Regions from separate parts of the Mus musculus genome. Here regions 1, 2 and 3 are each linked to region 4. A link is a contact called in public Hi-C and promoter capture Hi-C data. All regions are on one chromosome and are shown on one strand. Each heading gives the region's core, a stretch centred on a gene start, on an enhancer-like site or on the middle of the called end of the contact. The rest is flanking DNA. Distances are from core to core; before and after follow the strand shown. Region 1 overlaps Adgrg1 (adhesion G protein-coupled receptor G1). Region 2 holds the start of Pllp (plasma membrane proteolipid). Region 3 holds the start of Katnb1 (katanin p80 (WD40-containing) subunit B 1). Region 4 holds the start of Ciapin1 (cytokine induced apoptosis inhibitor 1).

Region 1 (3,508 bases), core at 514-3,013, 170 kb after region 4:
TCCTCTAGGAGGATAGGTGGCTGGGGAGGGGAGGATTGGACTGTTTTGCCTGTCCCTGTTATGATCTGAGATCTTTGTGATGACCATAGCATCACTTCAGCCATTAGGAGAGCATCTTAGCTACTTTTCCTCTCTATGATAAAACACTCTGCCAAAAACAACTTAAGGGAGAAAGGTTTCCTTTGGCTCGCAGTTCTACGGCACACTCCATCATGGTGGGGGAAGTCCTGATGGCAGGTGCTTGAAGCAACTGGTCATTAGCATTTGTAGTCAGGAAGCAGACAATGATAAATACTTCTGTTCAGCAAGCCTAGGGGATGGTGCTGCCCACTTTTAGGGTGGATCTTCCTACCTCGGTTAGCCTAACATAGATCCCTCACAGACATGGCTCCTGTCAGGCGGATGAGCAATATTAATTATCACAGAGAACAAGGGATGGAGAGAAAGAGATTATTACTTACAGGTCCTGAGGTGCAGTGCACACCTGGAGGTCATGCTTATATACACACAAAGGTCAGGACGCAGCGGGAGGAGGCTAGGGGGGAACATAACTTGATACATACCTGGGAATGTAACACTAGGAAATGTGAGCTCTGGCAGAGCCACTCTCCAGCCAGAAGGCCCAGCTTCTATTCAAAGTACAGGGGCTGGAGGAATGGCTTAATGGTTAAGAGCATTTGCTGTTCTTGTAAAAGATCCAAGTTCAGTTCCCAGCAGCTACAATGGGTTGTCCCCAAACATCTGTAACTCCAGTTCCAGGAGCCCCCACAACCTCCTCTGGTTTCTGTAGGAACCCAGTGTGTACACAATACGTGTTTATACACACACACACACACACACATTAATTAATATTAAATCATTAAAAAACAAAACACAGGTAGAAGCAACATAAACTGTGGGCATTCCGTGTACCCTAGTATCAGCAAAGAGGAAACTGGGGTACAGGGAGCTATGCAACTAACAGATTGGGGCTTTAGGATGTGAAGCTAGCAGCTGATTAGCAGGGACAGGGAGAATTAAGGGTTGGGGAAGCAGGGAGGCTGTCAGGGAGGCCTGGGGACCATGACCTTGTGGGTCAGGAAATGGATGCTTTCTCACTTGGGTCTCCTCCTAGAGACACCCATGTTTCCAGGGGCTCAGGTAGAGATGGCGAAGCTAGAGACTGGGAGATCCCCAAAGCTGGCACAATAACCCACATAATCACATAATTCCCGAGGAGATCTGCTTAGGCCTGGTCCCTCAGAGCCTTCTGTGCTCATGTGTAGCAGGCCCTAGGAGACACAGCCCCACTTAGCTGGCTTCAAGTATCTGTGATCTGTGGCCCCTCTGCCTCTTGGGCCCTTGGGTCCCTCTTCTGTGGAGTGCCATATGAGGGTTGCATAAGGCTGTATGCTGGCCGTGGGAACCTCAAGCAGTCTGTTGCCTTCCCAGATGCCCCACACAAGGTCTCCCACAATGCATCTGTGGACATGTGTGATCTCAAGAAGGAATTGCAGCAGCTTAGCAGGTACCTGCAGCACCCTCAAAAGGCTGCCAAGCGGCCCACCGCAGCGTTCATCAGCCAGTAAGTGTGGATTACCTAACTAGGGGATGATGGAAGGTCTAACCTGGGCTAGGAGGAACTGGGAAATCTTCTCTGAGGCTGGACCTTCCTCATTGGCTCCTGCTGGGTTGTCAGTAAAGACAGATACTAATGCAATGCCCGGCCTCTTCCCTACAAGAGACTCCATCCTGGAGTCTGGCACGTTGAGTTCCCGAGAGAGGTTTGGACATAGCATAAGTGGGACATAGGCATGAGCTGAATTCCAAAGTACTGTCCCTCGCTGCCACTCCCTTGAATCTGCATACTCAGCTGCCTGTGTCCTTTGTCCTCAGCACCCTCTCCTCTCTGTTCCTGTCTATCCTGTGTATCTAGACCATCACCACTACCCCCTTCCCTCTGTCACCTGCCATGTTCTCCCCCACACCAGGCAGTTACAGAGCCTGGAGTCAAAGCTGACCTCTGTGAGCTTCCTGGGAGACACATTATCCTTTGAGGAGGACCGGGTCAATGCTACAGTGTGGAAGCTGCCACCCACAGCCGGTCTAGAGGATCTGCATATCCACTCCCAGAAGGAGGTCAGTGCCCTAGGGTGGGGTGGGCTAGAAGGGCAGGCAGGAGCACTCCCTACAGCATAGCGGTAACCCTTGTTTTCCCCTGGGTCTGGGGACAATCCACAGCCCACAGGGAGAGCTGGTGTCTGAAGATCCAGGTTGCAAGACCCCACTGAAGACCTCTTAGCCTTTGCTCCTGCCACCCGACTCCCTGGTCTCTTGTGGGGTGGCCCAGAGCCCAGTGTTTAGAAGGGGGTTGTTTGGCGTGAGGGGGGAATCTGGGGTGTTTGCTGGGCCGGGAACTGAGGATCCTCGATATGCAGGAGGAGCAGAGTGAGGTCCAGGCATACTCGCTGTTGCTTCCCCGGGCCGTATTCCAGCAGACCAGAGGCCGTCGCCGGGATGACGCCAAGAGGCTCCTGGTAGTAGACTTCAGCAGCCAAGCTTTGTTCCAGGTACGGAGTCTCCTCTTACCTGCTCCTAGGGTAACTGATAATACACACACACACACACACACACACACACACACACATATGCAAATATATGTATATGGGTATATATATACATATATGTGTATATATGTATGTGTATGTATATATATATGTATACATGCATATATACATATGGGTATATACATACATACATACACACACACACACACACACACACACACACACACATATCTGACAGAGGGGTGGAAAGGTGGTAGCTAACCTACTCCAGGAGCCAAATACAGGCAGGAAGGGCCCTCCAATGCACAGAGCTCCTAGGAGAGGTGTGAATAGTGCTGTTCTCATCCAGTGTGAATGACCAGCAAGACCCTCAGAGCAAAATGTTAGGAGCGACAGTAGTCTAGAAAGGGTGGGCAGAGGCCTTCTTAGCTTTTCTTCTTCTCAGCCTTAAATCTCCAACCTGTCCCCCCTACCCCCAACCTCATCTATCTAGGACAAGAATTCTAGCCAAGTCCTGGGTGAGAAGGTCTTGGGTATTGTCGTGCAGAACACCAAAGTCACCAACCTCTCAGATCCGGTGGTACTCACCTTCCAGCACCAGCCTCAGCCAGTAAGTGTGAGCAAGCCAACCCCAGGGCAAGGGTCCCTTCCTGCTGGGTCACATGTCTGCTTCCTGTGTCTCCCAACCCACTTGTCTTTTATGGAAGGGTTGCCCAGCAGCCAGCTCCCAGATTGGGGGCGGGGGTGGGGACTGCAAGGTGGGTAGTGAGGTGAATAGGAAGGTTAGGCCGTAGGAGGGAATGCGGAGGGTGGGTGATAGAGGGAACATGAAAGATGAGCAAAGAGAACACAGAGTGGTCTATAGAGAGAAAACGCAGGGAGCTGGCTGTGGAAAGGAACAGAGGCTGAGTTATGGTGGCCCATGCTTCTTGTCCCCACAGAAAAATGTGACTCTGCAGTGC
Region 2 (3,637 bases), core at 232-2,731, 140 kb before region 4:
AACACTTGGGGAAGGTCTAGTCCAAGGCTAGCCTCCGCTACACAAGGAATTGGAAGCCAGCTGTGGCTAAGAGGGAATTCAAGACCAATCTGGGCTATATGCGACTCTTGTCTCAAAAAAACAGAAACAAATTGAATCAAACAAAATAAATAAAACAAACAAGGCAATCACCAAGAGCCCAACACTCCAGGGTCGGCAGTGTCTGCGCGGCAGAGTTAAATTGGTCCCAGAAGAGAGCCTCATGCTACCCTCCCTGATCTCATCAAAACCAAACAGTACCCAAAACCACTCCAGGAGAAGACATTAAAATGCAAATTTCTTGCTGCGCTTTTGGAGATTCAAAGAGCAGTTTCACATTTTTTCCGGGGTTGGGGCCCAAGAATCTGAATTTTAAACAAACCCAGGGAGGAGACGGAGGGGGAAGGGGGAAGGGGGAAGGGGGAAGGGCGAAGGCTCACCAAGGAAGATCAGAAATCTCGAAACCAAGATAGTATGTATGCCCTAGGTGGAGATGGCCCAGGAAAGCCTCCCGACTCCCCAGCCCGGCCTGGCAGCCTGGCTCGAGGTGCCCACTGGAGGGATGATGACAGAAACAGATGCATGCCCACCTGCGGTGCTACCCTATTCCTCTACCAGCGGACCTCTCAGTTAATGGAGACCGTTCCCTAGGGGCAGCCACAGGCCTCCAGACCCTCGCAGGAGGGGACTATGAAAAGACAGCTGACATCTCAGAATGCACCCAATGGGAACGGGCAACTCTAGGATCTTCAGCTGGGACCTGCACAGAGTACGGGGGATGGCAGACACGTGGTTTCTTGCCTCTGCGAATCTCCACAGCCCAAGGAAGGAGATTCGACCAGCAGACCCTGGGTAGGTGCCCTGGTGGGAGCGCGCGTGTCAGAGCCACTGATGTGGTGTTCTGCCCTGTCCAGGAGGGCTACAGAGCGGTCGCATTTAGTGGTTAAAGCCGGGTGAAGAGGAGGGCAGTGGACTTTGCCCGGCGGAGAAAGCCAGGGCACGGTCCCAGAGGGAAGGGGGAAGGGTAGAAGAGAAGGGACAGACTGGCGGACAGTTGTGCGCAGCTATCTCAGCTACGGTATCGCCACGGTAACCACCCGGGTAGGGTGTGTATGGTCCCCTCCACAAGAGTCATGCTGTGCTCGCAGGGATGTCACACGAGCGTCCCCAGGTGCAAGCTTCCCGGCGATCTTGGGAGTGAGCGTCCCGGGGGTCCCCGGAGAGTCCCCCATCCAGTCCCCGAGCTACCCGGCTCACCAGCTGCAGAAGCGCGAGCACCCCAAGAGCGGAGCGCACGAAGCCCAGATCCGGTCGCAGCGCAGACACAGAGGCTCCCACGCCCTGCGCGGGGCTGCTGGTCCTCGTGCTCACTTTCGACGGGAACTCCGCCATAGCGATCGCGAGCCTACGACGCTCTGGCCGCGCTCCCGGCGCTGCTCCGGGGCTGCGACTGCGGCTCCGGCTGCTGGCGCTGCTTGGGTACCCTAGACAGAACTCACAGGTGCGCGAAGCCCAGCCCCGCTCCGCCCGAGGCCCCGCCCCTTCTTGAGGCCCCGCCCCTTAACCCTGGGTTCGCCTGTTTGGATAGAGATTTTGAAGAAGTCCGTAGACCGATCTACAGACAGCCAGGCAGGAAAAAATAAATCCAGGTAGTGGCAACTGCTGCTGTGACTGAATCTAACAGGGCGAGGCAGAGTGACCAGGAGATTTTTAGATGGTTGTTTTAGGGTCTCTATTACGGTGGTAGAAAACCATGACCAAAAGCAAATTGGGGAAGAAAGGGTTTATTTGTCTTATGCTTCCATATCATTGCTCATCACTGAAGGAAATCAGGACAGGAACTCAAGCAGGGCAGAGACCTGGAGGCAGGAGCCGATGCAGAGGCCATGGAGGGGTGCTGCTTACTGGCTTGCTTCCCCTGGCTTGCTCAGCCTGCTTTCTTATAGAACCCAGGACCCAGGGATGGCACCGCTCACAATGGACTGGGCCCTCCTCCATCAATCACTGAGAAAATTCTCTACAGGGCTTGCCTAGAGCCCGATCTTATAGAGGCATTTTCTCAATCCAGGTTCCCTCCTCTTGGATTGCTATAGCTTGTATTAAGTTGACAGAAAAGGAAGGAGCACATTAGTCAAGGAAGACCTGTCAGAAGTGGTGACATTTGTGCAGAGGCCTGAATCTGTGAGTAGGAGGAAACCTTGGGAGGATTTAAGTGAGGAGCAAAGGCGCAGTGGCAGGACCAACCTAGGCAGTTGGGGAAATAGAAAGCAGGTCCCCAAAGGGACTGGAGCTGAGCACATGAGGGTGACACTGACCCCCAGTGGGTAAGGACCAGGTCACAGAAGCTGTGTAGGTGACTGTACTATCCTATGGCTCCTTGTGACAACTTATCACAAGCTCAAGGTCCTAACAAAAGTTTCTTCTCAGTGATGGAGGCTAGATATGCAAAGGCATCATCACGGAGACACAGTCATGGTGTCCTGAGCTCAGGCAACCTCTGGGGTACTTTTGCCCACTTTTTGTCTTGAGACAGGAGATTGCTCTGTAATCCAGACTGACTTCATGCTTTTGACATTCCTCGTACCTCAGGTCTTTGCAGGCTGGGATTACAGATGACCTGCCGGCAGGGGATTCTGGTACCCTACCTAGCTCTGCCTCTCCTCGTATCATCAACTCTCCTCTTACTATGCACAAGATATCTCTCTCTCTCTCTCTCTCTCTCTCTCTCTCTCTCTCTCTCTCTCTCTCTCTCTCTCATCTCTTTTGTAAGGATATGGTCATGACTATATTGCCCATCAGATAATACAGTTCAATATCCTCAAATCAGGAATTTTAAGTATTTATTCAATCACCCCATCACTAACATTCTGCAAAGATTCCTTCTTCTTTTTTTCTTTTGAAAGACAAAGTCTCATGTAACCCTGGAACTTTTTTTTTTTTTTTTTTTTTTTTTTTGGTTTTTCGAGACAGGGTTTCTCTGTATAGCCCTGGCTGTCCTAGAACTCAATCTGTAGACCAGGCTGGCCTCAAACTCAGAAATCCACCTGCTCTGCCTCCCAAGTGCTGGGATTAAAGGTGTGCGCCACCACGCCCGGCTGTAACCCCAGAACTTGATATATGTCTTACAATGGATTTCTGCCCTGCTTCTGCCTCCCAAGTGCAGAGACTATAAACACCAGTTTACGCTGTGCTGAGAACTGAGCCCAGGGCCTTGAACACACTAAACAAACACACTAGCACTGAGCCACATGCCCAAGGCTCTACACCCAGTGACCCTTTTATTTCTTAAAAGTTTGTCTGGAGGTTCTAGTGCCAGAGTACAGCTGCTCAGAAGCCCACAAGGGAAGGGTCTATCAGGGAGGGTGGCTCTTTTCCACTGAGGACGCAGCTCAGGAGGGGCATACACGAGCTCCGAGGGAGGAAGGGGACACCTGACCACCCAGCCGCATCAGCTAAATCTACCCTGGAGACCAATGGGATGGCAAATAACTCGTTCCCTTTGGCTTTTTTGAGACAGGAGGTTTTTGCAATGTTGCCTGGGTTGGCTTCAAGTCTGCTGCAGATTGGATGCTCTTGTCTCTGTCTCTCCAGCTCTGGGAGCTACCACACCTGGAGATTC
Region 3 (3,460 bases), core at 959-3,458, 240 kb after region 4:
GTGGTTGCCTGTACTACCTGGGCCAGTGGTTAGGCAATCATGTATCAGGGAGGGACTCCTGGGGCTCTCTTCTTGTTGAATTACTGGCTGCTGCTGAATTCCGGTTGCGGGGCAGTCATTGTTTTCACTCAAAGATGAGCCCAGTAAGCTTTAATGCATAGTTCCAAACCCATGGTTAAAGCCAGGGGTGCATGCTCATGTGGTAGCCCATGCCTTTAATGCCAGCTCTTCATCTCTGTCAGTCCAAGGCCAGCCTGATCTACAAAGTGAGACCCTGATACAGAGGGAGGAGAGAAGAGAGAGAGGAAGGGTAGTGGGAGATCCAAGAGACAGAAATAGGATGATCTTAGAAGAGTCAAGTATGCCAAGAGTGCAGAATCTTGTCTGGTTCCTATAAAGATACTGTGCCCCGCCCCCCACATGTGTGGTGTGTGTGTACACATGTCCCATTGTATCACTATGCATTGTCCTCTGACATTCTTCACCTTATTCCCTCGAGTCAGGGTCTCTCACTGAACCCGTAGTTAGGATGACAACCAACAATCTTAGTAATCCTCTTGTTTCTGCTCCCTATAACACTGCTCCTTATAAGCACACATGCACCATGCCCAGATTTTTACATGGGTCGTGAGGATTTGAACTCAGGTCTTCATTCTTGCACTGCAATCACTCTTAGCCACTGAGCCTTGCCATTTCTCTTGGTCCTAGGTAGTTTGTATTTCCAGTGCTGGGGATTGAACCTAGTGCCTCCTACATACCAGTCAAGACTCTCTTATCACTGAGCTACATCCCCAGTCTTGTTCCTGCTTATAAGTTATGTGTATTGGGGATGGTGACAGTCATTTTAATATAGTCTGCATGTTAGAGAATGAAGTTATTTCAGGGGTGGTGACATTGGTTATGTGACTAAGGGCCCTTAACGATCTTCAGGCTCAGTGTTGCCATGACTGAAATGTCTTAGGATCTGTAATGTACATATAATTGTATAAACAAAGCAGATAAGGCAAAATGTGTCAAAATGAAGAATTTGACTTTTTTTTTTAAATAAAAAGTTGCGGGAACAGCAAAGTACAAAGTTTTGATCAAATGTTATTCTCCAAATCCAGGTCTCTTAATAATTACCCATTTCTACGCAGGGCCGACTTCCCATTAGGCTGGTGGGTGACTTTTGTTCCCGTAAAGGTTTTGCATTTAATAGGGACTTTGTGTGCCTTGCCTTTAAGAACAAAAGTTTAAGTCCTGGGTCCGATCTTCCAAATGTCTGGTCTTTTTCACCACAGCATCTGTTTCCTCGTCTAGAAATGGGAAATTCCTCCCGTTCCGGACTGTGTAGAGGAGAACGCCAGATGCAGCAGCCCCGACCAGAGGGGAGTGAGTGTAGGATAGACCAGAGTTGGAGGTTATTTCTGCAAAGGGCTGGGACCGAGTTTCTCAGTAAGGGGGGGACCCGAACTCATGGTGGGTTATGTAGCCTGTCCCCATCCCAACCTGTCTGTCCTGTCACAGATATTAGCCTTTCTCCGGTTCCGTAGTTTTACTTCCGCACGCAGGCGAGCAGACACAAGCCTAACTCATCCCACTGTGCTACTGTGATCTTAGGGACGAACTCCTGGGCTCGACATCGACCCCACTGTAACTAAGCTCTGTTTCCCTCGAGGTCAGCGAACTCCAGGAGACGTGTGGATCCAAGTAAGAGCCAAGTCCTCCCACTACGCGGGCGACACTCACAGTCTGAGGGCGGGGTCCTGGCAGCCCTGTTTCAATATGGAAGATCTGCAACTTCATACCACTCTAGAAGTCCCCTTTCCATTGGCTATCTCAGAGCTGGTTCTCCAATAACACTAACGTTTATTGGTCAATCCAGAGCTGTTGCTGAAGTGATTGGCGCAGCCGCCATCGGGTGCAGCTCGCGGATTTTTTAAACACAACCGGGTTCCAGGAAATGCAGGAAAAGGGCGGAAAAAACCAAGCCTGACTGGGGGCGGGACTAAGAACGCAGAAGCCTGTATTGGTTCTTCTGGGACCTAAGGGCGGTCCGTAAGCGCTTCTTTCTCGTGATTAGTCTGAGTCGGGGAAAGGAGGCGGGTAGTTACGTAAATCGGCGGAAGCGCTTGCTTCCATTGGTCAATTCTAGAGGAAGGCGGGGCGTCCGTGGCGACTGATTGGTGTAAGAAGTGAAGTGGGAGGGACTCTAGGCCGGAGGTTTTGTTGTGAGGGTCGGTTGTCAAGCAGCGACCAATCAGGGCAAAGGATGGAGGCAAGTGGGGGTCGCGCCTGGAGGGAAGCCTTGGCCTCCAGAGCTACAGCTGCAGGTAGAGTGGCTCTCGGGGTCTTGGAGGCAAAGGGAAAATGGCTCTAGTCTTCGCCGAGCCTGGAGGGGACAGTCCGGTCGCCGGCAGGAGGCTCTCGGCCAGGACAGGCTGGAGCCAGTGCCCCTCAAGGCAGACGGGAGGAGGGTCAAGCGAAGCTGAGGGACCGGTGGCAGGTTTGGGATGAACGAGCAGGACGGGTGTGTGGAGGCCGGAGAGGGAAAGCTGGTGGGCCGGAAGCAGAGCTGAGGGTGTGCGGAGGATCGTATTGAGTCGGGGCTCCAGAAACAGGAGAGCGAATGAATGGGGGATTCTGATAGCAGCGGGGCAAGAGAAGTAAAGAGGGTCTGGCGAAGCATGGCCAACTAAGGAAGCTCAAGATGTGCCAGAACGGGAGCATAGGCAACAGGAGAAAGAGAATCCAGCGAGAGAGCTCCTGGGCAAGAGGCGAAGGGCCGTGGCGGCGGTGGAAGGCTCCATCCACGCTGTGGCCTTTTAGAATTGAGGAGTCATTCCGACTCACACCTAGACTGGAGACTCAATTCCTAGCTATGCCCTTGAGAGTTGCAGGGAGTGGGCGTGGTTCCCTTACCAGGGAGTTGGTGATGGAGGAAGCAAGAAGATTGGACCCTCAGAATCCTCTCAACATCACCCCCTCCCAAGGCCTTTACTGTTCTCTCTCTCTCTCTCTCTCTCTCTCTCTCTCTCTCTCTCTCTCTCTGAACGTCTGCCTATCTCTCAGTCTCTCTGTTCGTCTCCGTGTATCTCTCTGTCTCTCTGCCTTTTGGATGCCTCTCATGGGCACCAAAACATAACCTCAGACTCCAGTGCCCCATCCAATACATGGGGTGCAAATCCAAGTGGACTGCAGTTATGTGATCCTCTCTGCCCCATAGCAGGTGCTGGGTTGGCAAGTTAGGACACCCAGCATCCAGGAGCATTACTGTAGGCCCCTGAGAAGTCAGTCTCTCCATCCCCTCTCCACCTACCTATGTCAGTCTGTCCTTCCTTCCTTCCTTCCTTCTTTTCTTTGAGATAGGAACTGACAGAGATCTGCCTACTTCTAGCTGGCCTCCTGAGTGCTGGGGTTAAAGGCGTGAGCCACCAGGCCCAGCTACCTAGGGAAGGTCTTTTATCTTTGGGCTCTTAAG
Region 4 (3,646 bases), core at 338-2,837:
TGCATTTGCTTTTAATACTAGTACTCTCCAGACAAAGGTAGGCAGATCTCTGGGAGTTTGAGGCTGGTCTGCTAAGTTACCAGCAGGCAGTAAGAGCAGTGCCTCTCCTCTGGGAGTAACTTCTGGAGGTGGGTTTATTTATCTTTAAGGCACCTAAGAACCATAATCTTAGGCTTGGGTCCCATTTAAGGTGGCAGAGAGGCTGGGGGTGACTCAGTGGTAGCAGGTCCAGCTGATTAGGGATAGGGTCACAGTTCAGTGGTATGTGCTTAACCTAGCATGACCTGGGTCCACTCTTCAATACCACAAAGCGAAACAAACACCAACCAATAGCCAAGAATGTCGGAGCCTTCGTGTAACCCTAGCTCTCTCGGGAGACTGGTGAAGGAGTTCTGAGGACAGTTTACGCTCCTCGGTGAAACTCTTCTCTCAAAAGCCATTCATTATCAGGGCTCTGGGAAGGGCGAGGCTGTGCTTTGCAAGCATAAGGAGTTTGAGCCCCAGAACCCACATAGAAAACCTTGGGTGTGGGCTACCAAGATGATTCAGTGGGTTAGGGGTGCTTGCTACAAAGCCTGACAACCTGAGTTTAACCCTCAGAACTCAAAGTGGAAGCAGACACTCCTCCCCAACACACACAGAATCTTTATATATGTGTGTATACATGCATACACATACATATATATACATACACATATATGTGTACATACATATAAGTATATATGTATGTGTGTGTATATATATTTCAAAAGCTCGTGTGGCAAAGTTTGTTATCCAGCCTTAACTGGTACGCTTCAGGCCAACTAGAGGCCCTGTCACAAAGAAGGTGGCCACAGTTTGATGAAACACCAAGTTGTCCTCTGGCCTCCACACACATGCGTATGCACCTATACATACATGTTCCCCCACCCCATGACCATGACACTAAACATACACCGTTTACTTCTAGCAAACATCAAGACTTCCCTGGTAGAGCAAGCGAGGCAGTCCGCTCTACTCTGAAGACCCGCAGCTTGGACTCAGGCACCGAGAAGCGAACTTCTCCCGACCTTGCAAATGGCTAGTGATCGCTAGGGACCACACCCCGGCACAGGGGCAACTCTCCAGGACAAAAGCCTGGGTGGCTCCTTCTATAAACAAGCATCCTAGGACATAAATGCCGGGCTCGAATGGACAACCTGTGGCTCCAGGTTCTCCCCACCTTTGGTGCTTTCCGCCAAGTGCCCTGGAGGAGACTCAAGGTCACCACCGATGGCTAGGAGTAAACTGACGGTCCCGATGCCAGCTCCGGGTTTCCACGCGGAAAAAGGCGGCGGACGAGCCCCGGCGTCCAGCACGCCGCGTGCAGGGCCCCGGCCGCCGCGGCCCCTCACCCCGGCTTCCCCAAGGGGTGACAATGACGGCGCCAGAAGCCGAAGCGAGAGCACGGGAGACCAGAGTGGCCCCTAGGAGGGCCGTTAAGCCCGCTCAGATGCTCGAGCGACCCCGAGCGTCCTCACCTTCCTCGTAGCCTGAAAACCCGCTCCGCGGACGCCGGCTTCTCGTCCTGGTCTCTCGCGAGAAGACGCCGCACAACACCTGAGTCCTAGTGAGCGGACGCGGCCCCACTGACGCGTGACGCTGCCCGGCGCGTCGCCGCCCTCAGCGTGCGTGCGTGCCCACTTCCAAGATGGCGGCGACAGCAGCCGTGTCTGGTGTCCTCGGCCGCTTGGGCTGGAGGCTCCTGCAGCTGCGGTGCCTGCCCGGTGAGGTGACAGCCAGCCGAGCCGGGGCGCGAGGGGGAAAAACGGGAAGAAGGCGCAGGGCGGATCTGGGCTTGGCGTGGGATGATAGAGGCTCTGGTCGGGGCTAGCAAGGTAAAGGGCATCGGCGTGGAGCCGCTGGAGTCGCGAGCTGGAAAAAGCCACTTAAGGGTTTCAGTCGCCGGACTTTGAGCTGTGAGGGGGCAAAAGCCGCGGGGCAGTCCTGTCACCCCGGTTCCCCAGAGGTAATGGAGCTTCAGAGAGGGCTCGGTGTGCCCAAGGTCACAGAGCTCGTCCGTTCCAAAGCGTTCTCCGTCGCCGTAGGCGCTGTGCCAGCCTCGCTGGAGAAACCGACCGAACAGCCACAGAGTCAGTTATTGCCACACCACGTCACTAAGCTGGTGACATTCGTCATTTGCTGCCATATGCCCCGTATTTTTATCTCCACAGTAATAGTAGACATTTACTTTTAGAAACTTTGTACATTGTCATTAAGTGGAAAAGCAAAAATCGCTGTCCGTATATAGAATCTTTCTGCACTGACACAGTGACAAAAAATATGCAACTAAAATCTCCATGAACCGCAGAGATCTCGCAACCATACTTTGGGGGCTCCTCACTTCAAATTTTCTGGGCCTATAGCAAATGCTGATGTTGTTAAGCATGCTGTTCTGTGTTTCTTTCCTTATTATTTTCAATGACTTCCTTTGTGGCATTTTTAGCTAGAGTTTCAGACGAAATATGTTTAACAAAAATAATGCAATGTGAGCCAACAAATCCAGTCATAGGGTATTTACCCATGAAATTGTGTCCACAAAAAGTTCAACTGTATTCCCGACAACTTTATATTAGGTGGGCCCTTAAAGCCCAAACATTCATCTTTTTTTCAATGTTATGCAAGCAGTTTACAACAGGTATCTCCGAAGTAACCGTCCCCTTTCTGAAGTATTTGAGATAAAGTCTCACTCTATATTTCTGGCTGACCTGGAACTCACTGTAATATAGACCAGACTGACCTGGAACTTAGAGAGATTGGCCTGGTCCTGCCTCCTGAGTGTTTTCTTTCTTTTTTTTTTTTTTTTAATCAGAGTTTACTTTTTTTTTTTTTTTTTTTTTTGGTTTATTTATTTATTATATGTAAGTACACTGTAGCTGTCTTCAGACGCACCAGAAGAGGGCATCAGATCTCTGTTACAGGTGGTTGTGAGCCACCATGTGGTTGCTGGGATTTGAACTTCGGACCTTTGGAAGAGCAGTCGGGTGCTCTTACCCCCTGAGCCATCTCACCAGCCCCCTGAGTGCTCTTAAAAGAGTGTGTCATCATGCTTTTCTTTTTTATTCCTTTTCTTTTTTCTTTTTTAAAAACTTGTTAGTCCTGCCTCAGCCTGAGTTATATAGGAAGTCTATGTCTCAAAATAATACGGGCTGGCCTTTTGATTTGTGTGTGTGTGTTTGTGTTTAAAGCAGATGAAGTTTAACAAAGATGTTCATGTAGGCTTGAGCACAGTGGTTGTGGAAAAAAGACAGGCACTCAAAAGAAAGTGAGACAGATCCAGGAAAATGGCTTTTCAGAGATTTATAAAACATTCAAAACATTTCTAACTGTTGTCACAGACTATGAGTTACCTATACTGTTCTTGTAAAATACACTAATTAGGAGGAGAGGGAGAGGCTCTGCAGTTAAGAGTGCATCCTGCTGTTGCAGAGGATGCTAAGTTGGCTTCCCGGCACACACGTTGGGCTGCTCACAACTACCTTAACTCCAGCACCAGGGAATCTGATGCCTTCTTCCTACCCCCACACAGATTGACACAATATACATAATTAAAAGCTAAATAATGGTCTGGAGAGATGGCTCAGTTGTTAAGTGCACTGGCTATTCTTCCAGAGGACCCAACTTTAGT

Evidence for each region. Promoter capture Hi-C pulls out the DNA fragments that hold promoters and counts their contacts. Hi-C and Micro-C count contacts between places; a contact is called where the count stands out from the background. Capture Hi-C pulls out chosen DNA fragments and counts their contacts.
Region 1: a contact with region 4 is called in a promoter capture Hi-C map of 3T3-L1-derived adipocytes, with 2.6 times the contacts expected there. The contact joins the enhancer-like site here to the promoter of Ciapin1 in region 4. A contact is called at or near these places in 10 of 39 promoter capture datasets (the 3T3-L1 cell line, 3T3-L1-derived adipocytes, the C10 cell line and 6 more), 16 of 484 Hi-C or Micro-C datasets (the 63-12 cell line, B cells, the CH12 cell line and 10 more), 5 of 115 datasets of contacts at active chromatin or transcription factors (T-cell acute lymphoblastic leukemia, embryonic stem cells, forebrain and 2 more) and 4 of 9 other capture datasets (adipose tissue, embryonic stem cells, liver and 1 more).
Region 2: a contact with region 4 is called in a promoter capture Hi-C map of liver. The contact joins the promoter of Pllp here to the promoter of Ciapin1 in region 4. A contact is called at or near these places in 8 of 39 promoter capture datasets (the 3T3-L1 cell line, embryonic stem cells, erythroid cells and 4 more), 4 of 15 datasets of contacts at CTCF or cohesin (CD8 T cells, the NIH/3T3 cell line, embryonic stem cells and 1 more), 46 of 484 Hi-C or Micro-C datasets (B cells, the C10 cell line, CD4 T cells and 24 more), 40 of 115 datasets of contacts at active chromatin or transcription factors (the 230-238 cell line, DN3 thymocytes, the HPC-7 cell line and 27 more) and 4 of 9 other capture datasets (adipose tissue, embryonic stem cells, liver and 1 more).
Region 3: a contact with region 4 is called in a Hi-C map of Th1 cells, with 4 times the contacts expected there. The contact joins the promoter of Katnb1 here to the promoter of Ciapin1 in region 4. A contact is called at or near these places in 6 of 39 promoter capture datasets (3T3-L1-derived adipocytes, hematopoietic stem and progenitor cells, hippocampal neurons and 3 more), 6 of 484 Hi-C or Micro-C datasets (CD4 T cells, Th1 cells, double positive thymocytes and 3 more), 6 of 115 datasets of contacts at active chromatin or transcription factors (bone marrow-derived macrophages, effector CD8 T cells, embryonic stem cells and 2 more) and 3 of 9 other capture datasets (adipose tissue, liver and pancreatic islet).

Annotation. Positions count from the first base shown.
Region 1 is chr8:95,003,783-95,007,290 of GRCm38.p6, forward strand. Adgrg1 (adhesion G protein-coupled receptor G1) reads left to right here. Exons shown (of 14, transcript NM_001198894.1): 4 at 1,432-1,564; 5 at 1,971-2,118; 6 at 2,418-2,549; 7 at 3,040-3,156; 8 at 3,488-3,508. Among named protein-coding and RNA genes, the nearest start is that of Adgrg3, 12 kb to the right of the region's middle. Within about 2 kb of position 1,764, at least 3 of the 459 cell types and tissues checked have an H3K27ac peak or open chromatin away from gene starts, as enhancers often do. A contact at or near this core is called in 3T3-L1-derived adipocytes, where this site is marked.
Region 2 is chr8:94,694,761-94,698,397 of GRCm38.p6, forward strand. Pllp (plasma membrane proteolipid) reads right to left here and starts at 1,482. Exons shown (of 4, transcript NM_026385.4): 1 at 1,276-1,482. The coding sequence starts at 1,410.
Region 3 is chr8:95,078,993-95,082,452 of GRCm38.p6, forward strand. It overlaps Katnb1 (katanin p80 (WD40-containing) subunit B 1), which reads left to right and starts at 2,209. Exons shown (of 20, transcript NM_028805.2): 1 at 2,209-2,312.
Region 4 is chr8:94,836,753-94,840,398 of GRCm38.p6, forward strand. It overlaps Ciapin1 (cytokine induced apoptosis inhibitor 1), which reads right to left and starts at 1,588. Exons shown (of 9, transcript NM_134141.4): 1 at 1,500-1,588. Coq9 (coenzyme Q9) reads left to right here and starts at 1,661. Exons shown (of 9, transcript NM_026452.3): 1 at 1,661-1,745. The coding sequence starts at 1,670.